Regions from separate parts of the Mus musculus genome. Here all the other regions are linked to region 1. The links are chromatin contacts, called in public HiChIP or PLAC-seq and promoter capture Hi-C maps. All regions are on one chromosome and are shown on one strand. The core of a region is the stretch at or near the end of the contact, and the rest is flanking DNA. Distances in the headings are between cores, read along the strand shown.

Region 1 (4,952 bases), core at 789-3,288:
CCAGGCTTTGTTAGCATACTATATACCATGGCCACTAGACTCTGCTATGTTACAGGCTCTCACATACTAGTGTATATATATATATACACATATTATATATACACACACATATATATATACATATATATATAATATGTCATACATGTCATATAACATAGCATATATAATATAGCATTAAGATTTTTCATATACAATTTTGTTTGATCCTTACAATTTATGAGATGCATCTCACCAATTTCTTTCCTCAGCTGGCAAAGACAAGGCTGGGGAGAGAGTTAACATCATAGTTGAAAGTACTATTGTTCAAACCTAGAACTTAACCTAAATCAGTGCCTTTTTGTTTTTTTGGACAAAGTCCACTAGCAACTTTATACTCCTCCCATGTGTCAAAAACAGAAACACTACCTTTAATTACCCATAATTATTGTGGGTGCAAGTGTTGTTTTTATTTATATTTTATTTAATGGCTCTCTCTCTCTCTCTTTCTCTCTGTGTGTATGTGTGTGTGTGAAGGTCAGTGGAAAATTGTTGGGGGCTGTTCTCTTTTCTCACCATGTAGGATCTGGGGTTAGAATTCAGGTAGTCTTGGTGGTCGGCACCTGGCAGGCTGAGCCATCTTGGTGGCCCATGGACACAAGTATTGCTAAGATCCCAAACAAGAAAACCTCAGCAGGACTCACCGACATAGTGCGACCAGCACAGGCACTGGTAGACAAGTTGAATGATAGATATAGCCATGTAGAGATAATAAGAGTCTTTCCCATGGCTATGTGCACGCAAGAGTTCTCTTGTGGACTTTGGGAGGGTGAATTCTTGACGGACCCCTGAAAGGACGATACATTTGCTGGGACCAGTGATCATCGGATGGACTGAGAGCAGTCAGAAGGGAGAAAATGTGATGTTTCCTCTGACCTAGAGCCGCATGGCCAAGGAGACTGTGCAGGAGTCTAAAAAGCCAAGGGATTTCTTTGTTTTGCTTATTATTTTTAAAAGAAAGGAGGGATGGATGGAGAGCCCTCAGCACCAGCTGTAGATGCTCAAATTCTGGGGACCACAGGAGTTTTAATAGGCTTAAAATATCATGCAAATTAACTGTCAAACTGAACTTACTGTATTGTGTGGGACAAACTCAGGTCAACAGCGACTCTCTTGAAGTTTGCCATTCTTTGAAGACAACATTTATTTAAGGATCACATTTTCTAAGTAAGTCAGAAAGCAGCTTCAGTCACTTCTCTAGACTTGGTCCACTTTGTTATTAAACACCTTAGAGTTTGCTTATCACCCACTCCCTGTGGAGTTGGGGGTGTGTCAGTGCCTGAGTTTTGAGGCAGCCTTAGCAGCGAGGGAATAGCCTATCTAGAACAGCCTTCCCTCCGAGCGTTCGTACTGTGTTTTTTTTCAGAGGGTTTTAGGTTGCTTAGATTGAGGAATTTTCAAGAAACAGATGTATTTGAACTGCGGTGTTAAGTCCTGCTTATTTAAACAAGTGGGTCACCAAGAAACTTTAAGGTAAATAGTGGCCTCAAGAGGAAGTACCAGGGCGTCCACGCGTCTTCAACCTCTCTCGGGAGCAGCCAATTAATCTCTGCTACAGAACAGCGCCGCCCGGCCTTGCACCGGAGCCAGGCACTTAGGATAGAAACCCTGCTTTGCCTGACCTGGAGCTTCCTATCTTCGCCAGCGCGACTCGGTGGCTCTCGGGCTCTAAAGGCGTCTCCGAGCTTAAACTGCTTTCTCCCAGGAAGGGGATTAAAAGTCACAAAGAAAGGAAGAGGACCTCGCTGGAGCCCTCTGGGGGCGTGGGTGGGGCGTCCCGGAGTGGGCCTCCCACTGCAGCCTACGGCAAGTGGGCTGGAGGAGGACGCGCCCTGCCCCGCGCTGGCCCGAGCACAGCGCCGCGGGCTGCGACGCGCTTCGCCGTGCGGTGAACCGAGCGGCCGGGCAGCGGCGGAGGCCTCGGGGCGCCCCGCCCTGCGCCTCCTCCTGCCGCCTGCGCGCGGTGCTGTGCGCCCAGCCCGTCGCTGCTCCTCCTCCCTGCCTCGCCGTCCCCTCCTCGGAGTCCCGACTGAGCGCGAGCGCCACACGGCCCCGGGCCGCCGCCGAGCGCGCCAAGACGCCGAGACGCCGAACAGGTGGCCGGAGGCTGCAGGCGCCCGGGCGGGGACAGGCAAGGCCAGGCGAAGGCGGCCGGGCTGGACATGGTAGCCGGGCAGCTCTGTGCGGCCGCCTGCTCGCGCCTCTAGCCGCCGGCGCGCCGGCGCAGCGGCCCCACCGCGCCCTGCGTACAGTCTCCCGGCCCAGCGCCGCTCCGGCCACGGACAGCGAGGGACGGCGGCATGAAAGTGACCGTGTGCTTCGGGAGGACCCGGGTGGTCGTGCCGTGCGGAGATGGCCGCATGAAAGTTTTCAGCCTCATCCAGCAGGCGGTGACCCGCTACCGGAAGGCCGTGGCCAAGGTGAGTGGCCTGGGGCGCGCGGCGGGGAGCGGACGGGGGAAAGGCGCGGGGATCAATATGGCGCTTCCTGGAGACGGAGGAGGGAGACCGGGAGGCGGGGAAAGGGAAAGTGCCGCAGCCGACGGCCTCGCCGGCGCCCCCGGCCCGGACCCGCGGCCGTAAAGTTCTCGGCGCGCTCCGGCTGGGCCGCGATCGCCACCCTCACGGTCCCTGGACACTGTCTGGGTCCTCCGGGCTTAGGAGTGGACGGCCGGGTGCCCAGAGCCCGCACGGGGCGAGGCAGAGTGCGGCACGCGGGAGGCGCGGCGTTGCCTGGCGGGGCGCCTTTGCCCGACCGTCCGCGGGCCCTGGCAATCCAGCTCCAGGCCTCTCCCGGAGCAGGCCTGTCCCGGAGGGTTGCCCACGGAACTTTGGGGAGTGTGGGAAGAGTTGAGCGATCTGGTACACGCGGGAGCCGCAGCCGGGCCGTGGACCTTCTGTGTTCTTGCGGGATCTCCGAGTCGCGCGTGCAGCCGTGTTTGGGTCGGCCAGGCTCATGGGCTAAGGTGGGGGCGATGGAGTGGCTCCGGTGCTCGGCTCCTTAAAACACCTAAGCCTAGACTCGCTCCTGGAGTCAGAACTCCCTCTGGCTCTCTACCCCTACCTAGCTGGATGTGCTCCAGTGAGGAGCCCGGGCTTCACTGGGCCTGGGGTCGAAGTAGCCTCTATTTCTCTGTTTTCCTCATGGAGAACATTGTCTCCATTAAACCGCATTCCTCCATAATAGGTCAGAAGTGGAAGGGCGTTTTGTAGGTTGTTTTACCCTCTGTGTTTGACAACAGCCCACGCTGAAGTTTCGTTCTAGCACCTGAGGATATTTCCTTTGTATGAGAGTGGAATGTGTTCCCTTTGGTATTTCCCCGTCTGTTGTCTGTTCAGTGGCCTGCCTTCTGTGACTTCAGAACAAGCGAGAGGAGAAGGTGGCTTTGTCTGCATATGTCGCTGAATGCTCGTGGGTCACCCTCCATTTTTCGCTGAAATTAAGAAAGGGCAAAATGGTTACACCGTTGTTTTGTTTTGTTTTGTTTTTAGTCTGTGTTGGAAAATATAACACAAGATTGCCCCTTTAAGGAGACTTTGGGGGATGGTTGGCAATCTGGTACAGGGATAGGAGATGCTGAGTTCAACAGCTGTAAGTGTTCTTCCAGTTGGTCGAACTCATTGAAAAATCAAACAACATTAGTGGAAATTGGGCACCTGTTTATCTTGTAAAGCTGACAAGAGGGGAAATCCTCTGTAACTTCACACTTAAGTGTTTTAAGCATCATTTCTGACTGACAGTTGGTGATTTACTATTGTAAGGGAAAACCAGGTTGTCTTTGTACTCTGCAGACAAACATCATTAGTTGTGAAAGAAAAGAAAAATGGCAGTAACATATGTAGAATATAGAAGTGTGCCTACTTCCAGAGCAGAGAGCATGACCATGTTGACCTCTTGCTTTGCCGATTTTGTTTGTAAAGCTAGCCATGTTTCTTTCATCTTGCACACCCTGGGCAATGGTCAAGTTGCCTGTTGGGAAATACACAGGTAACTGTTTGACTGGCTGAATTATTAATTTTTCCATAGGAATGAAACATTTACTATTTCAAGTCATATTAAGTATTTATTGTGTTGTGGGTGTTGGGCATCTAAGGGATATGTAGGATTCTTTGTTCTTAATAGGTTGTGAGAGTCTGAGACAAGATTCTTGTGATCCCTCAGGTGGGGACAGCCGTGGTGTTTCTGTGGGGAAATGTTGTCCCTGGGATGTTGGAAGGATAGAGTTGAGGGCCCTTGCTGATAGGTGTGGACTATTCTTCACTATCAGCAGTGGCTGTCCAAAGTCAAGGGGGAGGGGTGATGAAAGGGTCCCAGAAAGAGTAGGAGGTCTGAGTGACTTCTAGCTGTGAGAAGACCAGGTGGGAGAAATGAGGGATGGAAGAGAGACTGTGACATTGGACTAGTAGACAAGACAGTCAGAAATGATTTACTAGTTCCAAAAAACTCAGTTTAGGAGATGGTGTGTGTGTGTGTGTGTGTGTGTGTGTGTGTAGTGAATGTTTTTCTATGTGTGTGTGTTCTGTTCAGAGGCCAGAGGTCATTGCTGGGTGTCTTTCTCAGTTTTTCTGTGCTTTCAAAAGAAATATTTGAGATGAAATATTACAGAACCTGGAGTTCAAGGCCAGCCAGGGCTACATAAACCTCTCTCTGAAAAAGATAGATTTTGCAATAGTTGGAGTTTAACTATTGGATCACAAGACTTTTGACTCATAAGTGTTCAAAGGGCTGGGCTCATAACACATAGCTTTACTCCCTGAACTTGGAGGTAGAGGCAAGTGAATCTCTGTGAGTTCAAGGCCAACCTCATCTGCAGAGTGAGCTCCAGGTCACACAAAGCTACATAGTGAGAACCTGACGAACAAACAAACAAACAACACACAAACAAACCACAAATAAGCCAAAACCCCAAACCAAAA
Region 2 (4,952 bases), core at 1,109-3,608, 1.6 Mb after region 1:
TGACTAAAGGAAGATTATTTCTATCTGGTACATGGAGAACAAGAATAATGTAGATAATGATTGTTTATGACTAGAGTCTACCAAGGAAGAAAACTTGTGGTTTGGAAAAACTGGCACATCTCATCTCTGACTGCCTCAAATATGAACTGTCTGGCATTCCAAATTCTACTACTGCTCAAACATTGTAATACATGAGCTGGATAGAAAGATAGCAAAGATATTGAGGAGAAACAAAACATGGCTGAGAGACCCACTCAGGCTGAAAAATGTATCCAAGCTTGAACTTGCTTACCTTCATGGACTCAGACTCAGTCTGTGGCTGGCAGTGGAAATCCTGACGATTGAAAGAAAATGCTCTAGCACAAAGAGAAATGCAAACAAAGAAGGATCCTGGGCAAGACAGGAATTTTTCCCTCCCTCCCTCCCTCCCTCCCTCCCTCCCTCCCTCCCTCCCTCCCTCCCTCCCTCCCTCCCTTTCCTTCAACTCGATCTATAGATGAGGCTGGCTTCAAACTGAGAGATTCTCCTGCCTCTGAGTCCTCCCAAGTGCTGGGATAAAAAAATGTAGGACAGGGGCTTTTGATGGCCCACTTGACTGTTTCTTTTTTTAAGATTTATTTATTATTATATGTAAGTACACTGTAGCTATTTTCAGACACCAGAAGAGGGCATCGGATCTCATTACGGATGGTTGTGAACCACCATGTGGTTGCTGGGATTTGAACTTAGGACCTTCAGAAGAGCAGTCAGTGCTCTTAACTGCTGAGCCCTCTCTCCAGCCCCCTACTTGATTGTTTCCTATACTTCACTCTTTTTCACGGAAAGAATTCTATTTCTACCCTTGGGTTGTTACTAAATAGCTGCAATAGCTATTGCTGGGGAGAATAACCAACAGCACAGTAAATGCTACAGTGGAGAAAGGCTTACATTTTGAAAAAGCAAGAGGCAGCTTATATTTTCTGCCAAGGTAGAACTTCAATCCTCCAGGCACAGGGTAAATGGCTGTGGGTGTAATTGGACCTCATGCTTCTGCCACTACAACTTTCTTGTTGAGATGGACTGTACCGTGTAACTGTGAGCTAAAATAAATTCTTTCATTAAGTTGCTTTGTCAGTTATTGTGCCCCAGTAGTGAGACAAGTAATTAGAACAATGTTCATGCATTTTACATAGCTAAGTAACTGCCCATCTCTTAACATTTTTATGAATTCAAGTATAGCTACATTTCTGAGCAATTATGGAACTTATTAATTTCTATTTTCTTCAAAGTTTATGACTTGTACATGTAAATTGGTATTCCTCTGACAGCTTAGGTTGAGTCCTGGGAGAGCAGCACAAACACTATTTTGTGTGTGTGTGTGTGTGTGTGTGTGTGTGTGTGTCGATCTTGTGGTAGATTGTTCCCTCCTCAAGTCACACGAATGAAAGCTCACACAGTTCAGGCCAAGCATTGATAAAGTATGTTTATAAAGCTGTTTCTTGTGCAGAGACTGGGCTAATGGTTTAACTCAAAGTGGTAAGATCAATACCTTTAAAGGCAACGAACGTCACTGAGCTTTACCGCTGGGCTGCCGATGCAGACGTAGCCTTTTAAGTTCAGTCATTTACTAATTAGAAAAACGATGCTCATTTATTAAAATTTTAGTTAAACAATACATTTGATTTGCTCATGGGCAACATATAACTTTTCCATAGTGATTAATCTTTTTTTTTTTTTTTGGCATCCCAGTTTTACTCTTCCAGAACAGAAACACTATTTCTTGGGTTCATAAACCCGGCAATGAAAGCTGTCTTTACGGCTGGGTGCCCTGCTCCTCCTGGCAGCCCACACTCTTCGGGTAAGCTGATGGCACCTGCTGTCCCACAGCTTTCAGTATGACGAGGCAAGTCCAAGTTTCAAGCTTCTCATTTAGATTTTGAGACTGGCTACTTTTCAATTCTTTTTCCAGAAAAGAGAAAGCAAGTGCGCAAACATAACATTTTTCCTTTTTGTGCTTGGCCACCCAGATAGAAAATTGAGCAAATGCGGCGCCAAGGAGCGCAGGGTGGCACAGCAAGGGTGGAGCGGGAGTCTGCAATCTTAGGGTGACGGGGCGGGTCCGAGGGCTGCCTGCAGAACACCCGATCCTTCTTGTCCCCTCAGCCCACAGAGAGGTCTGGCTCGGGATCCCAGGGACCGGACACAGACTGCGGCTGGGCTTTCCAGCCGGGCGGCCGGCGCCCTCGGTGGTTCAGCGCGGTACCCCAGGCAGAAAGGGCCGAACGACCGAGCTCCTTTGTCTGCACCCTGCCCCACCTTCCTTCTTCCTGCCGCCTCCCCCTCCTTTTCAGGCGCGGCTGACGCGGCGCGGAGGAATGCGTTTCCGGAGGGAGAGAAAAGCCGGGCAGCCCGGGAGAAAGAGCTTCGCGGCGGGGGCGGGGCGGGGCGGCTTCCTGAGGGACAGGCGGGCCGAGTCTCCGCCCACTCGCTGAAGAGCCGCCAGACCCGCGGAGCGGCCGAGGCCCGCCGACGCCACCCGAGACCAACCGAGAAGCCGAGGCCCGCCGACGCCGGCCCGAGACCCTCCGAAAGGCCGAGGTCCGCCGACACCGACCCGAGACCCTCCGAGAGGCGGAACGCGGCGGAGCCCGGGCCGCCCGCGTGTCGGGCGGACGCTGCGAAAAGGTAAGGCCGCGGGCGTGTGGACGTGCGGGCGTGGGCTCCGGGCAACTCGGGCTAACCAGGCGTGTCTCTGCGGCCTGGGCCGGGTGGAGTCCGGTTTTAGGGACCGCGGCGCTCGGCCTCGTTCGGCTGCAGCTCCCCGCCCCGCCCGGCCTTGTCCTAAGGGAGGGTCGCGAGCCCAGTCTGTCACACCGGGGCGTGGCGGGGTTCAAGGGTGGGTACGACAGGGATCTGGGTGCCGCTGACCTTAGAGGGGTTCGGTCCGTCGGTGCCCAGCGGGCGCCTTTCCCCAGCGCGGCGCGGGACCCTGGGAACCAGGCCGCAGCGCCCGTGGTCCGCGAGGCGGTGCCCACCCGGGGCCTCGTGGAGTGTGGCTGCCTACCCTTTCTCGTGCCTCCTAGTGACAGGCTGGGTTAATGACCGCGCTGATCCCGAATGCCACAGTGAATTTGAACTTTTAATTTGAAACCTAGTAATAACTAGTAATAAATTATCCTATTTCCGTTTCCTCATCTTTAAAAGAGAAAAGGAGTTCCTACACTAATTATAGTAATTCTTGTGACACGAGGGTCAGACCCAGCTCCCAGCATGTAAACTCCCAGCATGTACTGACCTCACTGCAGAACCCTGATCCTGATCCATGGTGGTATTGGGACTGCCTATCTCATTTTACAAAGGAAGAAACTGAGGTGCAGGAGTTTTAAGTAATTTGGAGAGTTCATGGGCTCACCTCCAGAGCCTATATTTGAACTTTAAGTAACCTAACTAATGTAAAATAAAGAAGGCATTTTGTGTGTGTGTGTGTATGTATATGTATGGCAAGAGGAATCCAGGGCAATGCCTCAAAAAAAAAAAAAAAAAAAAAAAAAAAGAAAAGAAAAAAAAAGAAAAGAAAAAAAAGAAAAGGACACAGTAGGTAGTGAAATGTAAAACCACAACTTAGACAACAATGCTTCATATACATTAATTACTTTTCATTGCTTTTGCTATGTTAAAAAAAATCTACAAACTTCTCAGAATGTTTTGGTAGTATTAGGAAAGTCTCCTGGATATGCCATTCCACTTGGGTATGAAGAGGATAGTATGACTTAAGGTTTTTATTTTTTAATGGTGGTTGTTGCTTGCATAGGACAGAAATAAATGTTAGATGAATTCTGATTAGATTTCTTTTTTAAATCGCACACAGCCATTACAGTAGGTCATATCCTAGATAACCTGTAGAATGGACTAAGAAATTTTAGTTTAGAGTTACCTCTTGCATACTGATGGACATCAAGGCCCGAAGGGAAGGACTGACATCAGAATCTTAATATATGATATGATATCCAAGTTTATGAGGAATTTTGATTCATTCAACCATGGTTAATGATCAGAAATGATAGAATGACAAATAGAAAACGGATGAAACACTGGCATGTTGTATATAGGCACTTGGGGAGAGTAGAAGATACTAGAACTCTAGTTTTTATGTGAGTAGAAAGCAGTTTCTAGCTTATCTGTTGAATTTACAGGCCTGCAGTTGAAGAATCTGTTGTTGAGGATATGAAGTTCAGTATTAAGATGGTTTCTTTAATTTTAATTTATAATTATTTGCATGTGGGAATGTATGCCGAGCATAGGTGGAGGTTAGAGGATACATTTGTGAGGTTTCTTCTTTTCTTCCACTATCATGTGGATTTCAGGGATTGAATTCAGGTTGCCCAGCTTGGGTAAGCATTTTCATGTGTTGAGCCATCTCACTGTTTGAGGTTGTTTCCTTTTTTTAAGGCTTTGATTTGTTTATTTTATGTGGGTGCGTATTTGCCTGCTTGTAAGTTTGCCCTGTGTGTATGCCGCTCCAGTGGAGGCCAGAAGAGAGGGGTCAAATCTCCTGGAACAGTACCCACAAGTGGCTGTCAGCTGGTATGTGGGCACTAGCAATAGAACTCAGGTCCTCTGGAAGAGCATGTCTTCCCCTACCCCCTCCCACCAGGTTGTTTGTAATCTTCAGTATTGTACATGAAAATTACAGAATCAACAAAGTTGAAAAGTAATCAGTTGTCTTTAATTTTCTGGTCAGCCTAATTTGAATCTGTTCTGAATCAACATCAATGAAATGAAAATATAGTTCTGTATTGATTAACTCCATGAACACTGCTCACCTCTCCTCACTCTTTATTACTAGGAAAATTAATTAGCTTGACGGATGTTTGTCCAGAATGCTTTCTGCCTAATGTAGTTCCTTTACTCTCTGGTGTTTTTCTAACAGAGCCCCACCCCCTGGTTTACATGTAGAGAGGGAGGTGTATATC
Region 3 (4,952 bases), core at 1,466-3,965, 1.5 Mb after region 1:
AGCCCAAACTGGCCTTGAACTCAAAATTGTTCTGCTTCAGTCTTCAGCCACCTAAGACTCATGCAGATGTGTCTACCATGCCCAGATTTTAAAATACTTTTAATGACCTATTTTTTTCATCTTCTCCCCCGACTTTGCTAACAAAACATTAGAAGAGAATTGGCAAGATGGTACAGCACGTGACAGTGCTTGTGTCACAAGTCTGACAGAAAGAGTTCAAGCCCCAGAACTCACACAGTACAAGAAGAAAACCAGCTGTCCTCTGACCTCCACAGGTACACTAATAATAAATAAAATAAAATAAAATAAAATAAAATAAAATAAAATGAAATAAAAAAATAATAAAATAAAATGTTTAAGAGGTTGAAAGAGGGAAACTCTTGTTTTAGTCTCTGTGATTGCTTTGTTTTCTGGTTATTTGCTTTCCATTTTAAGTATATTTATTTTTGTTTTATGTTTTGGGTGTTATGCCCAGGTATCTGTGCACCATGTGCATGTACTGCATTTGGAGGCCAGAGAGGATGCTCGTTCTTCTGGAGCTAGAGTTATAGATTGTTGTTGGCTGCTGTATGGGTACCAGTAATAGAGCCCAGGTCTTCTGGAAGGGAAGTCAGTGCATTTAATTACCAAGCCTTCTCCCCACCACTCTCAATGGACTCACACAGTCTTTCTCTTTTGGAGCTGGCTTAACCAACATGGTGTATTTTCAAGGTTCATTCCGGTTACAGTGTGCATAGTCATTGTCATTGTTTTTAAAGGCGTTTGTATGAGCACTGTTTGCTCACTTATTCATTACCAATTCATTTGGATTATTATCAGCCTTTGGTGATGACTATTGCTGCTATGTACTTTGGTGTATGTCATATGATTGATTCAAAGCCATGTCTTGTACCCCCAGCTTCCAAGGGGTAACATCCTTTCTACAAAATCCCCTTTCAGGAATCCTGGTTCATCTCTTTCCACCCTTCTGAGTCACTTCATGCCCAAGGGTCTTTCATTTCCTTTATAATCGTTTGCCTGCTGTTGTCCTCCACTGACCTTGAGAGTTTCTTTTCTTTCTGCTTTGTTTGGACAGAGTCAGAAAAGAGGATCATACTTGGTCAGTTTACTGCACCTCAGTAGAAGTCCTCCCTGTCTTCCTCAATGTTTCCAGTGTTACTTCAGTTTAACACTTATTTTAATCAACACAATTTATAGAGGTGTTAATAAAGGCATACAAATTATGACTCTTGCAACAACCAAGGAAGCAACAGAATCATTGGTTCACAGACATCTTCCTGAAATTTGGTATTATTCAAACAAATTGGTGATGTTCTTCAAGAAATTATTTCCAAGACAAACTAAAAGCCACACAAAGGCATTCTCCCTGCACACATACATCTGTGTTAGATTCACCTTGCATATTTACTTTATTCTATAGATTGAGCTATAAATTAGTTTATAACTAAAGCATACACACACACATACCCACACATACACATTCATACCCACCTGTCTCTATACACACATACTACATATACCATACACACATACATATATACATTCACCCCTACTCACAACCTTCATTCTATTTAGAGGAATTACAAGCACTTTTTGAATAATGATTTATCAATTTACGCCTCAAGCTACCCATGGTGAGGATTCCCAAAGGAATAGTACCGTTTTGTGCAGAAACCCTGGTTCTGAACACTTTTCAAGTCTCTTGTGTATGGAGGGAGTAGAGATATGAGTGTATGTGTGTGTGTGTGTGTGTGTGTGTGTGTGTGTGTGTGTGTGTGTATGTGTGTATGTATGTGTGTGTGTATGTGTATATTTGTGTGTGTGTGTATTTACAAGTGTATGTAGACATGTATATGGAAGCTAGAAATTAAAGTGGGCTATATTCCTCTCTTTTTATACCCTAATTTTGAGACAGGGTCTGCACTGAACCTAGAGCTTACCAATTTATGAAGTCATTTTTTTCCCCAGAGACCCACCTATCTCCAACTACCCCAGTACTAGGAGTACAAACAAACCACACCAGATCTGTTTTTTTACATGTGTGCTAAGGACCCATGAGATCTCATGTTCTCATGCTAACACACCAGGCACTCCATTAACCGAGCTGTCTCCCAAAGTTACTTCTTACATCTTTTAATTCTGTGACTACATCTCATGTACACAAATGAGACACATTATATACAGTGGCTTCCAACTTCTGAGAGAGAGAGAAAGAGAGAGAGAAAGAGAGAGAGAGAGAGAGAGAGAGAGAGAGAGAGAGAGAGAGAGAGAGAGATTAATCTCCCCAGATGACCAATGAAAGCTTCTCCCCTGCCAGCCAGCCAGCAGGGTCTGGGCTTCTGTGTTCTTTGTTCTCTCTGTTAAGCGCTGCCTATGAAGTTGTCCCACATTTGATGTGTTCTTTGTTCAAATACCACTCATTCCCTGCCAATTTAGAAAAACATGCTTTAGTGCCACTGCTACAGCTGAAAAGAGCATAAAAGGGGGTCTAGAATTTTGTTTTTCAAGGATGGGTGGGAAGACACTTCTCCATAGGCACCCAGTGATTTTCTCCACCCCTGATCCTGACGTCTCTTTCACTTTTTGTCTCTTTTCTGAAGAAAGAAGCTTCTTGTATGGCAAAATGCCACTTGTTACAAATGCAGTGAGTGTCCCTCTGAAACACTCCTGGGGTAACTTCATGATCTGCTGGAGTGTCTGGCTGACACACAGTGCAGCTCAGCTGCCAGGACCCTAAATGAATGCCGATCACAATTAAATGCAAATTAGCAGCAAGAGCGCACACATAATCCCTTCAGCTGCCTTCTGATTCCAAGCCACACATGCCACTCTAGGCTGTGAGAACAACGCATCCCCACAACCCTCCCCCCACAAGAGCGTACTGCAAGAAGAACCCTATCACTTCGCCCTCACCCTTGATTGGCATGTCACAGGAAGCATGTGATTAACCAGTTAGGCAGTTTAATTAGGTTAATGGACACAGCCACTATATACTCTGGGAGTCACTTGTGACAAGGAGTGACTTCTTGTCACGTACCCAGCTTGTCTACACACAGCAGTGTGCTAGTGGACTGCAGGTAAAACTGATTGCTAGCTGCACAGCTGCCCTCTCCGTTGGCTTCTTGCTCCCTGATGTCTCTCCAGACCTCAGTACAATTCCTGAATACGGGAGGTTTGCTTGGTTTGGTCAGTAAATGAATCAATGAGTACTTGGACACTTACTTTTTTGTCTCCTCAGGGTCTTCCTATGAAATCAAAAGGCTGAGTCTGAGGGGCCTGTAGGAAGTGCTGATGGGTTAGTCAGGGAAGGTAGCACCCAGGATGAACATCTACCTTGCTGCACTCCTACAGTTGGAATGAGACAAAGCAGGAGTGTGAGGTTACCATGCCACCTGGTCTCCTCATTCACTTTCAGAGCATGGCTGCTAATAGCCCACAAAATGTCTATGAAGATGCCTCCATTTGGCCTGTGAGAATTACCATGTACTACTCATTTATTAGACATAAATAGTCCTTATCACATGGAGCAGAGGTCATGGGATTTCTTACCACCAGTGTCACCGTGTGGTGACTGCCTTACTTGGGCTGTATTTTCCAGTTTATTGTGCATCAAGGTGGCTTCCCTGTGTCTAGTTCCTAACAATGATACCGATTGTATTAGAACCAGATAATGAGGGATGGTTCCTCTCCCTGTTAATCTAGGTAGGTCCATAGGACATACCACATCAATCATAAAAGAGAGCATAGTTTCTATTCTAGTCTTCTGGAGACATTTCTCTGGAATAACAGGTGATACTGGGATGCATCCTGGAACATACAGTCAATCCAGGTATGGATGTTGCTGCTACAGCCACTAGGTGTGCATTAGCAGACACTAGAATCTAATAAGGGAGACACATCATCCAAATAAAAACAGCCTCCAGGCTAAAGAATGGCATGAGAGATACCCTGTTCCTAGTGAGCCTTCCTTAAATAAAAATTTCCTGATAAAACAATGTTGATTATTATTATAGGCCTGCATTTGGGGTAATGTGTTTTTCTTTTTGAGACAGTCTCATGTATCTTAGAGTGACCTCTAACTCAGTATACAGTCCAGTATGACCTTAAACTTATTCTCTTGCCTCCAACACTTAAACTCTGGGATTGCAGATACATACCACCACACTCAGCTTTATAAGGCTCTGGGGATAGAACCCAGGTCTTTGTGTAAGCCAGCATCTACCAACTGAGCTGCATCCCAGTCCCTTGAGGTCATTTTCTGATCATCAACAACAAATCAGAACATTTATGTGAATGTAAATGCTACGTGACTGTTTCAACCTAAGATAAAAGTCTATAACTCCTTTTTCCACACACTTTCCTGCCTCAGTCCCTGTGGAGATAACAAAATAAAAGTAGACAAGACTCAAGATGACTAAGCTGTGGCACATTACCCATCACTCAAGAATACCCACATCAAACCATTTTTAGGGATGGTAACACAGTGAAGCCAATGTGAAGCCAATGTGGTAAGCATCTAACTTCCCATGTTACCTAAGATGACTCTGACCAATACAAGTGACTTTTCTTATTCAACCCAAATCTTCCCAGGGTTCTGTTCTATCGTTTCCCAGATGTCTGAGCAACACCAGCTATGGGTTTCTGCTCTATCCTCGTCACCCACAGTGGAAGGGCACCTGTCTACACAGAAGAGAGAACATTTACATGTTCTTCTCCTAGGCAAGTGAAGGTTCAAAATTCACCCTTGCTTGTCACTTTTCCTTAGCACCTCAGTGACAGGACAACATTAGCCAAGGACAAAGGAGAATAAAGGACACTAGCATCAGTTGTCAGATCTGGTCTCTCTACATAAAGCCCTGGCACCAATGAAGCTATCATAAAGAGACACCATGCTACCTCATGCTACCTCCCCTCTGCTGCCAGGTTGCTGAAACAATGGACTCCCTAAAATT
Region 4 (4,952 bases), core at 1,785-4,284, 1.4 Mb after region 1:
AAAATAAATCTGCAGAAAGGTCCATATTGGAAAGTAAAACTTTCCTGATCTGGTGTCAGACCCGAGTTTTATTTGTTTCCACTGTGGCACAGACCTGTTTAGTGTGTGACAATCCAAGACTTAGAAAGTTCAAGGTTTTGGAGACAGGAATTGGGTAGAGGGGCATTTAGAGGTGGGTCAGGCACTGGAAAGCCAGATGTAACCTTTTTTTTTTATTTTTTGATAATAGTTAAATAGCAGAAAGTTCTAGGGAAGTTTACAGCATTCCTAATTTAGGAGTCTACACATAAATTCATAGGAACAAGGCCACATGGGGTCTGGGTGGGAATTTCTGGTCCATTTCTCTAACCTGGTCTCATGTCACTACACTGGAATTTTATTTAGAAGCAAGCTTCATAAAGACTCCAAATTAGTCTGAACTCTGACTATCCAGTCTCTTAAGATTTATATTGTGTCCTTTTGGTTAAATAAAATATTTATTTGAACTCAAATCATTCTTTTTATTTTCATAAGGATATCCCAAGAGGTAATTCTAGGAATTTGAACCAAAAGAAAGAAAGTAATTTATTAGATCTTTTTTAAAAAAATAGTAAAATGGCCTGTTTACTTAAGCATTATCTAAAGTAGTTTGTCCTATTATTTTTAAACACAGCTTGTTTTGTTATTTTAAGTACACAGTTGGGTTTTGTTTTGTTTTCTCTCTAGTGAAATGGCTCTCATTTCCCAGAAACTGACCTTGGCAGGTTTTTAATAGGGCAAAATGTGACCATGATGGCTACACAGTCAGAGAGGTCATGACTGGCTCAGGACTGTCCACTCAGTGAGTGCCTAACTGCAGGCAAGACCCTTTGCATTTCAGATGTAGTTTCTGGTCTGTAAGATATATTGATGAGCTGTGATGAGGATTAAATGGAAGAATATTTATAACATATTTGGCTGGTAAAGTGCTCACTAAATGCCCCCAAACAATAAGGCAAGGACATTAGTCACTAAACAGAATTTATGATAAGCCCCAGGTAGAGCCTGTGTGCGTGTGTGCATGTATGTGTGTGTATACAGGCCGATAAAAGAGTAGATTATCAGTGTCCTATTGGACTAGACAAGGCAGGAGAGCAGAGCCTGGTCACCAAGCTTTCTCTATTCGATAGGCCTGTGGCACCATAGTGTTCAGTGGTTATTTCTGAATGAAGGAGTTCTGCTTCTCATACCTTGAACTCTCAACCACTCTTTATGAAGAGACAAGTCCTAACTCAATCTACCCATTTAAAGAAACTAGCAAATTTTTAAAAACTTAGGATATAATTCATCACTTACTTGGCTTCCAAAATCTCTAGAGTTTCAGGTTTGAATCTAAGTTTCACGTTCAGGAATTCTTTTGAAATAAAGCCATCTTGGTGGTCCAGAGAATATGATGGGGTGTTTCACAGAAAGATACACACTCAGGCAAAATATCCTGCTTTACAGGTGATTGGGGGAAGGAATGTTTCCCTTGTTTCTCTAAAGCAGCTGCATCATTTGGCAAAGGGGTTAGGGAACTGGGAAGACCACACTGGAGGACTTCTACAGGGTTGTGAGACCTCAGCCTATGCTCTGCTCAGTGGTGTTCTCTTCCCCCATAGTCATGCATGCTCCTGTCAATCAAAGATGAGGGCGACCTTTCCAGACACCACAACATCCTTAGGAAACTCCCCAAGCCCTCAGAGGAGGCCAGGTGATGCCCACTGGGAACTACTGCCATAGCTAGCGATCACTTTCTCACTCTGGAAACTGATTAACTAGCTGTGCTCAGTTTGTTATTTTAAGGTCAAGCACAGAGATCTTACGGTAAATTCATACCACTCATAATAGCCACACCAAACCCCTCCCCGTAACATCATCCACTTGTCTCTTTCATCCAAAATTGATTTTAAAGTTTCAAAAAAAGAAATAGTGTTGCCAAACAAAATACAGAATCCCCAGTTAAGCTTGGTGTGACTTAAAAATGATAATTGTTAGTTTATGTATTTCCCATTGCAGTATTTTGGATACACTAAGAATTAGTCATTGTGTCTCTGACATTCCAATCTAGTTGGATATCCCATTTCTTGTTCTGTTGTTTATTTGCTTGTTAAATTTAACAACATGGGCAAAAGTGGGTCAAGCCTGTCTGCTAAGGAAACCCTGCTGTAAACTAGCATCTCATTCAAACCTTGAATTAATTGTTAATGTAATTTTTCCCTCATCATTGTTAAAAGTGAATTATGGGCTAAGTTGAGGAAATAGCTCAATCAGTAAAGAACTCATCTTACAAGCATGGGACCTGAGTTCAAACCCCAGAGCTCACATAAAAAGGCATGCATAGTAGCATACACTTGTAACCCAGAGCTAGGATGGTGGAGACAGGAGGCTCTCTGGGACTTGCTGACCAGCCAGTCTAACCTAACTAGTGACTCCCCAGGCCAGTGAGAAGCTGTGTCTCAAAAAACATCATAGAAAGTACAAGATGATGTCCTTTGTCTCTCAGACACATGCCCACAAATGCACAGTATGAGTCTTGTGGCTTCCAGTCAAGGGCAAGTCAAGGTTCAACATACTGTTTTTCAGAAGAGGCATTCGCAGAGAAATGTTGGAGGCTGGCTCAACACACTGACTTCTGACTGAGAATGGACCGGCTTTCACCATGTCTGGGGAAAGAAACAGTTCAGAATCTCTGTGTAAGAGAAAGAACATCCATCTAGCACAGTCTCTGCTCTGCTTGTAGGATCCAAATTAGCTGTGTGTTTCTCAGATGGTAACATCTGACTCCCTTTGCCAGCCAAGCATCACCATTGTAAAGAAGCCGGTTGGAAGTCAGGCAGGTGTGATCACTGTAGCCAAGAAATGGGACTTCTGTTTTTAAGATAAGAGTTTCATAGTCCTTCAGCAAATGGCTTTGTTTAAATCTTTAAAAATAATTTCCATTGAGTTTATTCTTGGTTTCCAGATTCCCACCCAGAGCAAATAGTCAGGCTGGGTTACAGGAAGGCGTCCTGAGAAACGACAGCTGCTTTTGACTGTTGTAATACATTGATTCATTCAGCAAATATTTTTTGAGGTTGACAGTGTGCAAAAACAAGCTCAGCAAGTCTCAGAAAACAGAAAAATATGACTTGTTTCATACCCTCAAAAAATTAGGATCCAACTTGGCAAATGGCTTGGTTGTGAGTATGCTTGCCCAACATACAGGAATCCCTGAGTTCTGCACCCAACACTGCAGAAACCACATGGCAGTTGGTTCTGCCATGCAGAAACCACATGGCAGTGCACACTTGAAACCCCAATACATAGGAGGTGGAGGTAGAAGGCTCAGGAATTCAAGGTCATTCTCCAAGGTGAACTGAGGGCCAGACCGGAACAAGAGATCTTGTCAAAAAAAAGGGGGGGGGGGTGTGAAAAAGGCAGGAAGGAAAGAAGAAAGAAAGGGAAGTAGTGAGGGAGAAAGGGAAAGAGAGAGAACATAAAACTTGAACTAGCAAAAGGCAGTTATCTAAAAGAGTGGATACGATTGCCAATACAAGAGAAAATACAGATCAAGTATCATAAGGCATATCAGAAAAAAAATGTGTCTAATTACAGACAGAAATATTGACTAAGCAAAATAATATTTAAAGATGAGTCAGTGTTTTCCACAAATTAAATGGTGGAAAGAGCAAGATGATAGGTGGGCCTAGAGGATAGAAAGAATGTAAAAAAAAAAAAAAAGCCCTAGCCCCACCCAGGGAGGAAGTGCTTCATCTCTCTAGTATCAGTGACTGTGCAAGCAAGGAGCTGGGATGTGCAGTGTTCAAAGCCTTGCTTGAAAGTCCTGAGTGTGGAAGACATAGCATCAGAACTGTATAGCTCATGAAGAGAGGTGCTGACTGACCCATGCTTCAGGTCAACGGGGCTGGACTTAAATCACTTAGGGTGGTTATGCTTTCTATATTGCTATTTATCACATTATGTAGAATGGAATTGTTTCAAAGAAAATTAGATTGTCACTCCTATATGTCCCTAATTGAATAGTATGGTGTTGCAAAGAAGATAACTGGTGTTGGTTATTTATTAAGCAACCAACCAACCAATCAATCAATCAATCAATGATGGATACTCTCCCGTTGCTACAGAAAATGTGAAGAGGTCCATTATGTACTCCATTGCTCTTGGGGAGTTTATAGTCTATCTGTGATTACAGACTCATAATCCCACCCACAGCACATCTCTGTCCCAGCTGGGAGCTACTTCTGCCTGGGCCATCACATTCCCAGGAGGGGAATCATCCCAAGTAGGCAGAAGTTTCCATGACTCTTGAACTGCATCTTGACATTTACATAGGCTGTGCCTCTGAAATCAGGAGAGAGGAAGCTGAACATCTTGGCCAAAGGCAATGATAGGAAATCTTTCTACAGGATGTGAGGGAGAATTAGTTAACTGGAATGTATTAGATAGCTGATGTGAATCCAAAATGAGATACGGGTGTTTGAATTCATGGGAGGCACACATGTTGGAGGTGCACAGGCAGATGTGTGAAGACCCTGGGACAACCTCGATTGTCATTCCACAAGTGCAGCCCACATATTGTTTATTTATTTTGAGACAGTCTCTCATTGGGATTGGGAGCTCACCAGTTCATCTAGGCTGGGTGCCAATGAGCTCAAGGAACTGCTTGTTTCTGCCTCCCCAGTGCTGGTTTACAAATGTCAGTTACCGTGCCTGGTGTTTTTAAATGGATTCTGAAGATACAACTGAGCTAACTCCCCAGCACCCAAAATGTGATTTTTAAACCTAGGTAGAATTTTTTCTTGAAATAATAGAGAACTAGCACAGGGGTAAGTTTTAATCTCAGAGTTCAAGTGGCACTTGTGGAATAACAGCAGAGGTTGTCTGGGGCCTCCATACATGTGAAGGCTGGTTTTAATCTCATAACTTAAAAGACAGATACAGGTGAACCTCTG
Region 5 (4,952 bases), core at 678-3,177, 1.4 Mb after region 1:
AGGTGAGGAAATGCCTCCATGAGATCCAGCTGTAAGGCATTTTCTCAATTAGTGCTCAAGAGGAGAGGGCTCAGCCCATTGTGGGTGGTGCCACCCCTGGACTGGTGGTCCTGGATTCTATAAGAAAGCAAGCTGAGCAAACCAGGGGAAGCAGGCCAGTAAGTAACATCCCTCCATGGCCTCTGCATCAGCTCCTGCTTCCTGACCTGCTTGAGTTCAAGTCCTGACTTCCTTTGGTGATCAACAGCAGTGTGGAAAGTGTAAGCTGAATAAACCCTTTCCTTCCCAACTTGCTTCTTAGTCATGATGTTTTGTGCAGGAATAGAAACCCTGACTAAGACAGGGACTATCTCTTTTAATTGCAGAAGACTACATGGATCTTTGTGTTGCTTTTCAAGGAAATACATATCTGGTCAGCCACTTTAGTCACACAGGGAAGACTTTGAAGGTAGAGGATTCCAATAGAGGGAGAATGTCCACCCAAAAGGGTTGATTGCCTTATGAATAATATTTTTTTAAAAAAATCCACTGTAAACTTACACTCCCTAGGCTGGACATGGTGTCTCACACGTGTAAATCTAACATTTAAAACATGGGAAGATTAAGAGCAAACAGTGAATTCAAGGCTAGTGATTCAGAATCTCAAGACAAAGTTTACATTTTTTTTTCCATAAGCAAGGGGCCACATCACTTAGACACGACACTGTGAACAGGGACAGAAGGGCCCTGCTTCCTGAATCCCCAGGTGGAAGGATGACCCCTTCCCTAGTCATCTGGAACATCCATTTTCCAGAGCAGGATAAGTTGATTTGGGGGAGCTTTATCTGTGGCTTCATGATTTAGATTCCTCTTGTAAGTTTTCAAGGCTCCACCTAGCTGCTGGAGCCAAACAGGTCTGTCTGTCTGTCTGTCGTCTCTGTCTGTCTGTCTGTCTTTCTCCCCTCTCTCTGTCTCCCCTCTCTCATTCTGCAGGGCCATGTGTCTCAGCTCAGGATCCTCACAATCCAATCAAGTAAGGGTGGTTGCCTCACTGGCAGTAGCAGCAGAGCAATGCACAGCCTTTTGGGGGGTGGGGAGGGGTGGTAGTGGGAGGGAGTGTCAAAATTTGCAAACTTGAGATCCTGGGCACAAGGCCAGTGAAGCCTGGGTAAGTTGCCTTGGTATTCTGGGGAAGGAAACTAGCCCACCAGCTTCATTCTGTGCATGGTGTCTGACAGGGAAAACGGTGGGGAGCAGGGCTGGTGTCAATTCCAGAGGGAGATTCAAGCTGCCTCCTTTTCGCTTCTTTGGTGATGTTACTCTTACAACTTGGGCAGGATCCACTCTCCTGAATGAGTGCATGTGTGCAAGAACCTCATTTCTTATATTGCTTGGACCTGATTGGGTAGTACTTGGAAGGGAGTGCTAAAATGCTAGCAGCCTTCTAGCATCCAAATGTGACTATAGTATCCCTGAATAACTCAATTTCCTAAACTTGGCACTGGCTATGGCTTATCTCTTGCTAGGGAGGGATTCTAATTCACACCCCTCATACTTTTAAAAATAGCTTTTACGGTTGCCAAGGGGAGGGCCTGGTATTTACTACCAGAGAATGTATGAATTAAAATACTAACTTTCTCCCCTCTTGCAATACCCTGCCAATAGTTAGCTGAGCACTCTGATACCTGGGAGAAAGCCCTCCCCACAGAAATGCCCTTCCTTCTTCACAGTGCCTGCTCCACCTCACTTATTTGTGCCTGGAAGGCAGCATGCACCAGGATTTAGTTGCTTAGTATTCATACCGTGTCAAGATTGGAGTGAAAGCTTATATTGCAAAGCTGGGTGTTCAGTGGCCAGACCAAACACAGCAAGCAGTTCAAATCACAGTTAGATTATAAGAAAGCACAGGGCAGAGCCTGCAGGCTCTTCTTGTCAGTGGAGCAGTACATGAAAGGAATCACTCCATAAAGATTGGTTGGAGAGGCTGTGGTGGGTCCAGGCTTGTTCTTCCAAGGCTGCTGTTACCTCTGCAAGTTGGCTAGGGTTTTAAATATATTTTTCTCCTCATCCTCCCTCTCTCTTACCTCCCCCTCCTGTTTTGTCTTTTAAATATAAAACATCTCTGCCAGGATGGAGAAAGGAGTAGGTCCTCAATGTATTTCCTCATTTCACAAAGGGACAGTAATATTAGAGGTGTTAGCTGGCCCCATGATTACTACTGAAATAACAGACTCAACAAAGGAAATGGTGTTTGGACAATAATTCACATATGTTAATGCTTAGCTCCATCAATGCCAGCTTTATTTTCTCCTTGAGATACACAAAGCTGGCAGACAGTTTTAACTGATGAGGTAATGTCATCTTTAATTTAGAGAGCCTTGAGCTGTCCACTCTAACCAGTGATATCATCCTGGTGATTGTCTCCCAGGGTTTTCCGTAGACATAAGTCATGGGTCCTGGCAGTTTAAAGGGTTTGTTAGCGACTGCACAGTCATCATGAAAATTTCCTTCACTTGATTTCTTTTAAATTGCCAAATACAGTTTATGTGACTGCCATATTTTAGCCAGGGGCCTGAAATGAATATAGCCCAGGATTTTAAAAGCAAGTTGAGGTTTGAAATAAATGGGTTGCAACTGTTTTTGTGTGAGTTCTAGGAGAAAAATGAAGACAAATCAATCAGGTTTATCCTGGTGGTGGCTTAGTAAGAATGGAAGGGCTAGGAAGATGGCTCATTGGGCACAGTGCTCAATGCACAAACATGAAGATCAGAGTTTAAACCCCCAGCAACCACATACAAAGCCAGGTGTGGCAATATGCAGCTGTAACCACATGCACTGGGAGGTGAAGATGGGGGCCTTGGAGCTCAGTCACTACCCAGCTGGTCCAGCCTAATCAGTGAACTCCAGGTTCAGTAGGAGAGCCTGTTTCAAAAAATAAAGTGGATTGCTCTGAAAGAAAGATATCCAGTGTTGACCTCTGACCCAAACACACACACACACACACACACACACACACACACACACACACACACACACACACACATTTTAATAAATGGAAGAAAGGAAGACAAAAAAAAAGGACTAAAAAATAAAACCAATGGAAATTTTGCTCTACTCAGGGACACCTGTGTTTCCTGCTGGTCGTTTTCTGCCTTTTTAAGATCCTTGAGCTCTGAGCACATATTGACCCAGTCTGATCTTTTTACCATTAGTCCTGTCAGCATAATGATCAAGCCTGGGTTTTCCTTGATGACTTCACAATTGTGGAGTTTCTTTTTCCAACAATATCCCTTTAAAGATTCTGACTAGTGAGTATAAACAAAGTTACTTTCCAGTTTTACATACCCTCCCCCCCTTTTCAGTTTAAATCATGCTTTGTGACACTCGTGTAGGCCAGGGAGGTATTCTGTCTCAACCACTGAATGTGGCTAAAGAGAGAGTCCTTTCTCAGAAGACTTGAGTTGGGCAGAATGGCGTTAAATAGTGAAGAATCTGTTTATTATTCTGTGGCCATATGTTTAGAAGGTCTCTCACAGAAATCAAAGTATTGTTCATGGGGCACTCTAGCCAAGGGGACATTCTGAATTCATAAGAGAAGCTCTCGGTTTGAAAAGAATGTCCCACATTATGCACAGGACACCCCTACCACAGACAAAGCAACACTACTTAATAATAGAGAATTGTGCTTCAGAGATTTTGCTTTTTCTTGTTAATTGGTTACTTTAACTGACATTGTCTGCAAGTATAATGGACACCATTATTCTCAATGGTTCTGTGTTGTTGATAATGTGCACAGGCAGTGCAGTCCATTTTAATTATTGCATTTCACTGTTTCGTCCCCGTGAACTGAGCAGTGGTAAATGCAGATGGTGCATTCCCCCACCCCGCCCCCTGACAGATCATACCAGCTGTTACATTTCTCAAAATGTGAAATTGAAAGGGCCTTCCTCTCTGCCTCACATCACCTCCTTTTCTCTTTTGCAAGGTATGACTACGTGGAAGTAATCGATGGGGAGAATGAAGGCGGCCGCCTGTGGGGGAAGTTCTGTGGGAAGATTGCACCTTCTCCTGTGGTGTCTTCAGGGCCCTTTCTCTTCATCAAATTTGTCTCTGACTATGAGACACATGGGGCAGGGTTTTCCATCCGCTATGAAATCTTCAAGAGAGGTAAGTAACTCACATAAGAACAAGAATGACTAAATGATTTTTTAGTGTTGTTTGAATTCCCAAGGGATCATGTGAAAAGAAAGATGAAGGTCATGGCTCCATCCTTCCATAAAGAATTTGTTTTTTCCCTTATAGAAATGTTGGAAAATGTTTTGAATGAGGTAAATATATCCATGGTGTGGCAGAAGTGTGTTTGAAATGGATCAAAGCTACTCAAAAATAATATTTTTTAAAAGATACCACCCTGAAATGTGTTGATTAAAGAGAGAATGCATTACATTGAATTCTCTGAAAGCCATTGATTCTTATTTTTTTTTTTATTTTTTAGAAATAGGCTAAAATACTGCTGGGGTTTATTCCCTCTCCTCCCTCTTCTTCTCCCTCTGCCTCTCTATCTCCCTCCATCCCCTTCCAAGCTCTCTAACCCAAGCTGGTCTCTAATTTGCTATTAGCCAAGGGTGGCCTTGAACTCCTGATGGTCCTGCTTCCAACTGCTGGGTAAAAGGATCACAGCTGTGTGGCCCAAACACAGGTTATACCTTGCTGGGGATGGAGGCCCAGGCTTCATACAGGCCAGGCTTCATACAGGCCAGGCAAGCCCTCTACCAACTGAACCACATCTCCAGTCATGAAGTTTGATTCTTTTGTGTCAGTTAGGTCAATTAGTCTCTTTTACCTTAAATCTATGGTTAATACTTTCCTTTTATTTGTCTGACAGTTCATAGGCTTCCAATTTTGAGGGGCTATGGTCATGCCTTGATATAAACAGAATGCTTACCATCTTATTACCACTCTCAAAGATCTCT
Region 6 (4,952 bases), core at 797-3,296, 1.3 Mb after region 1:
GGACTAGGGTGGCGCGGGGTCACCCTGAATCTAAGGCTTGCCCAACATAGTTGGAATTGGCAAGGATGCGCCCGATGCCTGGCGCAGGGAGGCGGGGACACGCGCTCCGTGTGGCACATCGCCAGGGCTGCCGCCCCCCCCCCCCCCCCCCCCCCGCCGCCGCCACTCTCGTTCCCCTAGCTTTACCCTGGGCGCGGCTATCGCCTAGACCTTGCCTGCAGAGGGCCAACGGCCTCACGACTGCCCCTTCCGCTCGACTCAGGCGTTTGACTCCCGGCCTTCTGGCACGCCCAACCAACCCACCCGGAGTTCCAAAGGGTCGGAGAACCAAAGAGGAAGCTAGGGGCGACTAACCGGGGGCGCTCCGGGGCTGGCTCTCTGCACGCAGGGTTGGCGCTGCGGTGGGGCAGGGAGGGAGAGGCTGCGTTGGAGGCGGGGCTGGTAACCAGGGCCGGAAAGAAGGCTGGACTCTGGAGCCAGTGGGTCCTGCGCGGGAGCCCAGGAGGGAGATCCGCACAACGGACAAGCCTCAATTCAGCGCCCAGCCCAGACATCCAACGCAGAGTCCTGGCCTAGGGCACCAGTGTCCTGAGCGATCTTTCTCCCTGAATGACCCTAGTTTTTCAGCCAAAACCTTTGACCAGAGTCTCCTTGCCAGCATTCCCAAATCTTTGCAACCCCTTGTACCAGGTAGGAGTCAGTCTCTGTGGTGGCAGTATGTCTATAAATGCCACTTCCCAGAAGGCGTATGACCTTTTCACCTTACCCACCAGCTCCTTCGGAGGTCATTGAGCCCGGTATATGTACTTGATCAGAAGCCTCAACCAGTTTATGTCCCTGGGTGTCCTTGCTATTCATAAACCAAAGCCACCTGCTGCAGTTCTCGGAAAGCCCTCGAGGATGGAACCGGACTACATGGGGGAGGGGAGGCACTGGGCAGACACCAGGGACGCACCTCGTAAGTGGGTGGCGTATGAGGCTGGAGGATCAGTAGACACAATTGCCTGTAATCTAAACCTGGCACTAGGAGACCCTTGCAAAGATCATCCTGTCACCCTCACAAGGGGTCGTTGCCAGTCTTATCCTTCCCTCGGTGTGCACAGAAATGGGTCCCTCGACCCCTGATTCAGATTCTTGGAGTTCTACGTGGCTGGTCTGCGACTGTTGGCGGCTGCCCCCTAGCTGAAAGGCGCGCCACCATCCATCCTCCGAGCTCATGTAACCCCAAAGAAGAGGGGACCAAATCTCGGGGAACAATGCAGCCTGAAGCGTCAGGGGTGGGGATGGGGGTATCAGGTACCCATCCTCGCCTTTATGCACGGCGAGGAGACCTTGTTCCGCTGCAGCCAGGGTCCGTGCTCTAAGAAAGTCTGCCTATGCTTTACGTGGCAGACTGGGTCACAGTTCTCTAAGATCAACAGCGTGTCTCGCAGAACAACCAAGGCGTTCTTCTTTTAGTCTAAGTCCTACTCGGAGCGTCCTGGAGCGCCCGACTGCTTCCTGCCCCAAACCTCAGGCTGACACCCAGGAAGTGAAAGCGGGGACTGACAGCGCGATCCACGCCTCCGGGGGCGCCGGTACCTAGGGATTAGGAGTTCCGTGAAGTAGCAGCTAACCCCGGTCTCTCGGAACTCCTTGACTCCAGGATCCTCGCCTACACGAGCAGCCTAGTTCAGTTCTGGGGTGCAGAGATCTCGTCAAGGTAGACTAGCCTGCCACTGGGGCTGGTACCACTTGTACTGCCCCTTCTGACACACATACGTGACCTTGCGCTCTGGGCGCAGACAACCTGCTCCCTAGTGACCTTCTTCCCGCGGAGAGCACAGCAGGGTACCCGGAGGTGGGGTGGAGGGGGGAGCCCAGAGGACCAACCGGGAAAGCACGCGGAGAGAAACTTGTGTCTCTGAATCTCCAGCCAGGCAATCACTGGCAGAGCTGTGCGGGGAGGGGGCGGGAGGAAGGGAGGGAAGGGCTCTGGGAGGGAGGGGGAGGTCGGAGAGAGAGGCGGGTGCCAGTGGAGAAAGTCCTTGCTCTCCCGCTCATCTTTTCATTGCTCTCTCTCCTTCCCGCAGACAACCCGGACCTCCTCTGGGCGCCAGCTCCTCGGCTCCAACCCGTCCAGAATCAAGCGGGATTTTTTTTTTCTTTCCCTCTAGAAATTGGCTTTGGTGTGTCGCCCGCCCTCTCCCCTCCTCCTCGCAACTCCTCCCCTCTTTTTTTTCCTCCTTCTTCTTCTTCCTGAGACATGGCCCGGGCAGTGGCTCCTGGAAGAGGAACAAGTGTGGGAAAAGGGAGAGGAAATCGGAGCTAAATGACAGGATGCAGGCGACTTGAGACACAAAAAGAAAAGCGCTTCTCGCGAATTCAGGCATTGCCTCGCCGCTAGCCTTCCCCGCCAAGACCCGCTGAGGATTTTCTGGTTCTTAGGCGGACTTAAGAGCGTTTCGGATTGTTAAGATTATCGTTTGCTGGTTTTTCGTCCGCGCAATCGTGTTCTCCTGCGGCTGCCTGGGGACTGGCTTGGCGAAGGAGGATGGAGAGGGGGCTGCCGTTGCTGTGCGCCACGCTCGCCCTTGCCCTCGCCCTGGCGGGCGCTTTCCGCAGCGGTAAGTGACAGCCGGAGACGGGAGCAACCAGAGTGCCCGGGGCTGCCGAGTCCCCTCGGGCGAAGGGGTTCCAGCCCCAGCCACGGGACTTCCAGCCCCAGCCACGGGACGCGCGCACGGCTGCCGGGCGCAGGAAACTTGCCTGCGCAAGGAACGGAGAAGTCAGGGCGTCTGGGGCAGGAGGACCACAAACCCTCGGCCCCCTGCTCCAGTTGGTTGCTGGCTTCTCCTGCCTCTGTTTCGAGACAGAGCTGCCTACCTTCCCAGATCAGCACACCAATTATCTTAATAATGTTTCCTCCCAGAGGCAATTAAATGAGACTCCCTTTCAAAAATCTGATGGCTGCTGAGAGTTAATGAACACTTCACCGGGAGGACTTCCTGGTTCTCCTCAAAACACCCCTGCTCGGTTTCCTCTGGTGGGCGACACAGAGAGATAGCGGTCAGTCTTGGCGCTGGAACTCTCCGCTGCCTTTGTAAACCGTCTGTGATCAGTCTGAAGTATGAATGAAAGTCGCACTGTCAATAAAGGCTTTGGATCTATTCAGTGTGAGGTACCAGCGTGTCTGAGAATTCGTAACCCTGTTGCAGCTTCCAGTTGGCTTTTAAAACCACTCACTGTTAAGTAAATGAAAGGCAGTCCTGGGTATAAACAGTGCCTTGGAACATAAAGAGTGTGTTTAAAATGGGATCTGGTACAAATGTGTTCCACGTCCCCTGGAAAGGTGCTGAAGGCTAGGCAAGGGCTGATCGGAACAGTAGATCTTCATCATTATTATTAACTAATAGCTAAATGTTTACTTTGTCTGGCTCAGATTTCAATCAAAGTAATTAGGAGAAAAGTGCATCTACCACTTATTGTAGTATATTGTTTTAATAAGAGCTGAGCGGAGGGCTCTACCAGGAAGAATTTAAATCACTCCTTTATGATAGAAGTTAATCTCCTTAATGTGCTTTCCCCAGGTTTTGTGATTTCAACTATAGATCTCCCCCAACAGGTACCAAGCAGTGTTCTCAAAAGATATGCAAAATTTTTGTGAACACGGCTGGAATTCAATTTATTAATGAATTCGAGTTGGCGGCATCTTCCTATATACTCTGGAAGGGAAGCCAAACACTCAAAAAATCATGAATGTGGAGTTCAATTTGTTAATGAACCTGAGTTGGTGGAGTGCTTCTATACTCTGGCAGGGAATGAAATATCTTTTTCCTCTAACAGAAAGAACTCAAATGTTTAGAACTCAAACGGTTATCCTTCATAATGCGTAAGGATGGAGTGGAGGCCCTCAACTTTCCTAATGCTGCAACCCTTTTAGTACAGTTCATGCTGTGGTGACCCCCAACCATAAAATTATTTTTGTTGCTACTTCATAGCTGTAGTTTTGCTACTGTTATAAATCGTAATGTAAATATTTTTGGAGAAAGAGGCTTGCCAAAGGGGTTGAAACCCACAGATAGAGAACAACACTGGGTTAGAGCCATGTTGGGGTACCCAAAAGATGGTCATAATAACCAATGTGAAGAGCATTAAGACTTGTGTGGTACTGAACAACACACACACACACACACACACACACACACACACTTTTTAATTTTCTTAGCAGAAATGTGGGGGATGCTGAGAATCTGGACTCCACTCAACTGAAACCTTATTGCTATGCTTGAGGTGGCCAGGGCTGGCACATGACTCAGTAACTCTCTAGTCCTCTTAAAACCATATCCACCTCCTCCCAGTAAGTGTCTACTAAATTAATTCATTAACCTTATTTAGGACTAATGGTCCACAGTCATTAGGAATCGCTCTCTCCTAATCAAGTGTTAGAGAGACTGAACAGAGTGTGGGAGTCCAGCAGTCCACATTATCTTATTACACTGTCACTTTCTCAGAAGTCACAGATTAAAGTGCTCTGGTATGGTACCAACCCCACCTCACTGTCTTCTGAAGTGACTATCTGTCGACTGTTTTATTTCTCTCTCCTAACAGATGCCATGGTGGCTACACAGAGCTGGAGTGACTTAATGAGCTGGGGGGTGGGGCTGAGGGGGTCACTCTCCAAGATTTCTGCACAAAACAAAATAATGCCAGAGCCTCTGCAGAATCACACCACTGAGCTGGCTAACGTCATTAGCTGAGATTCTGAGCGTTGGTTGCAACATTAGTTCTTCTTGAAGACCTAAAGCTTTTAAAAACCAATGGGAAGCGAATCTGTAGGACCAACCCACTCCAATCTAAGAAACAGCCAGAAACATCTAGCAATTGGAGAAAACAACATAATTTATATTGTCTTCTTTTTAATTTATGGGAAATGACTTCTGTAATGCATGTAGCTTTATGCATTTTTGATG

Evidence for each region. Promoter capture Hi-C pulls out the DNA fragments that hold promoters and counts their contacts. HiChIP or PLAC-seq counts read pairs in DNA pulled down with a chosen protein or histone mark.
Region 2: a promoter capture Hi-C map of neural stem cells shows a contact between it and region 1. The contact joins the promoter of Itgb1 here to the promoter of Pard3 in region 1. A contact is called at or near these places in 3 of 39 promoter capture datasets (cranial neural crest, hippocampal neurons and neural stem cells), 6 of 115 datasets of contacts at active chromatin or transcription factors (astrocytes, embryonic forebrain, embryonic hindbrain and 3 more) and 1 of 9 other capture datasets (embryonic stem cells).
Region 3: an H3K4me3 HiChIP or PLAC-seq map of embryonic forebrain shows a contact between it and region 1, with 8 times the contacts expected there. The contact joins the enhancer-like site here to the promoter of Pard3 in region 1. A contact is called at or near these places in 2 of 39 promoter capture datasets (cranial neural crest and pre-B cells), 1 of 15 datasets of contacts at CTCF or cohesin (the NIH/3T3 cell line), 7 of 115 datasets of contacts at active chromatin or transcription factors (the NIH/3T3 cell line, astrocytes, embryonic forebrain and 4 more) and 1 of 9 other capture datasets (embryonic stem cells).
Region 4: a promoter capture Hi-C map of liver shows a contact between it and region 1, with 2.3 times the contacts expected there. The contact joins the enhancer-like site here to the promoter of Pard3 in region 1. A contact is called at or near these places in 5 of 39 promoter capture datasets (cranial neural crest, hippocampal neurons, liver and 2 more) and 7 of 115 datasets of contacts at active chromatin or transcription factors (the NIH/3T3 cell line, astrocytes, embryonic hindbrain and 4 more).
Region 5: a promoter capture Hi-C map of cranial neural crest shows a contact between it and region 1. The contact joins the enhancer-like site here to the promoter of Pard3 in region 1. A contact is called at or near these places in 3 of 39 promoter capture datasets (the 3T3-L1 cell line, cranial neural crest and hippocampal neurons) and 6 of 115 datasets of contacts at active chromatin or transcription factors (astrocytes, differentiating embryonic stem cells, embryonic forebrain and 3 more).
Region 6: a contact with region 1 is called in a promoter capture Hi-C map of embryonic stem cells, with 6 times the contacts expected there. The contact joins the promoter of Nrp1 here to the promoter of Pard3 in region 1. A contact is called at or near these places in 4 of 39 promoter capture datasets (the 3T3-L1 cell line, cranial neural crest, embryonic stem cells and 1 more), 1 of 15 datasets of contacts at CTCF or cohesin (the NIH/3T3 cell line), 4 of 484 Hi-C or Micro-C datasets (the N1E-115 cell line, cerebral cortex and embryonic stem cells), 16 of 115 datasets of contacts at active chromatin or transcription factors (the NIH/3T3 cell line, T-cell acute lymphoblastic leukemia, astrocytes and 11 more) and 1 of 9 other capture datasets (embryonic stem cells).

What each region holds. Positions count from the first base shown.
Region 1 is chr8:127,062,018-127,066,969 of GRCm38.p6, forward strand. It overlaps Pard3 (par-3 family cell polarity regulator), which reads left to right and starts at 2,039. Exons shown (of 25, transcript NM_001309391.1): 1 at 2,039-2,456. The coding sequence starts at 2,337.
Region 2 is chr8:128,683,296-128,688,247 of GRCm38.p6, forward strand. Itgb1 (integrin beta 1 (fibronectin receptor beta)) reads left to right here and starts at 2,359. Exons shown (of 16, transcript NM_010578.2): 1 at 2,359-2,664.
Region 3 is chr8:128,526,331-128,531,282 of GRCm38.p6, forward strand. No RefSeq gene overlaps it. Among named protein-coding and RNA genes, the nearest start is that of Gm32643, 36 kb to the left of the region's middle. Within about 2 kb of position 2,716, at least 45 of the 459 cell types and tissues checked have an H3K27ac peak or open chromatin away from gene starts, as enhancers often do. A contact at or near this core is called in embryonic forebrain, where this site is marked.
Region 4 is chr8:128,462,602-128,467,553 of GRCm38.p6, forward strand. The region is part of intron 8 of Nrp1 (neuropilin 1); the gene reads left to right. Gm32643 (a long non-coding RNA gene) reads right to left here. Exons shown (of 7, transcript XR_003947627.1): 4 at 2,574-2,663; 5 at 1-94. Among named protein-coding and RNA genes, the nearest start is that of Gm32643, 28 kb to the right of the region's middle. Within about 2 kb of position 3,035, at least 24 of the 459 cell types and tissues checked have an H3K27ac peak or open chromatin away from gene starts, as enhancers often do. A contact at or near this core is called in liver, where this site is marked.
Region 5 is chr8:128,414,749-128,419,700 of GRCm38.p6, forward strand. Nrp1 (neuropilin 1) reads left to right here. Exons shown (of 17, transcript NM_008737.2): 3 at 3,965-4,146. Among named protein-coding and RNA genes, the nearest start is that of Mir1903, 58 kb to the left of the region's middle. Within about 2 kb of position 1,928, at least 37 of the 459 cell types and tissues checked have an H3K27ac peak or open chromatin away from gene starts, as enhancers often do.
Region 6 is chr8:128,357,027-128,361,978 of GRCm38.p6, forward strand. Nrp1 (neuropilin 1) reads left to right here and starts at 2,047. Exons shown (of 17, transcript NM_008737.2): 1 at 2,047-2,606. The coding sequence starts at 2,534. It overlaps A930035F09Rik (a long non-coding RNA gene), which reads right to left and starts at 1,211. Exons shown (of 3, transcript XR_879381.3): 1 at 355-1,211. It overlaps Mir1903 (microRNA 1903), which reads left to right and starts at 2,215; the gene lies at 2,215-2,294.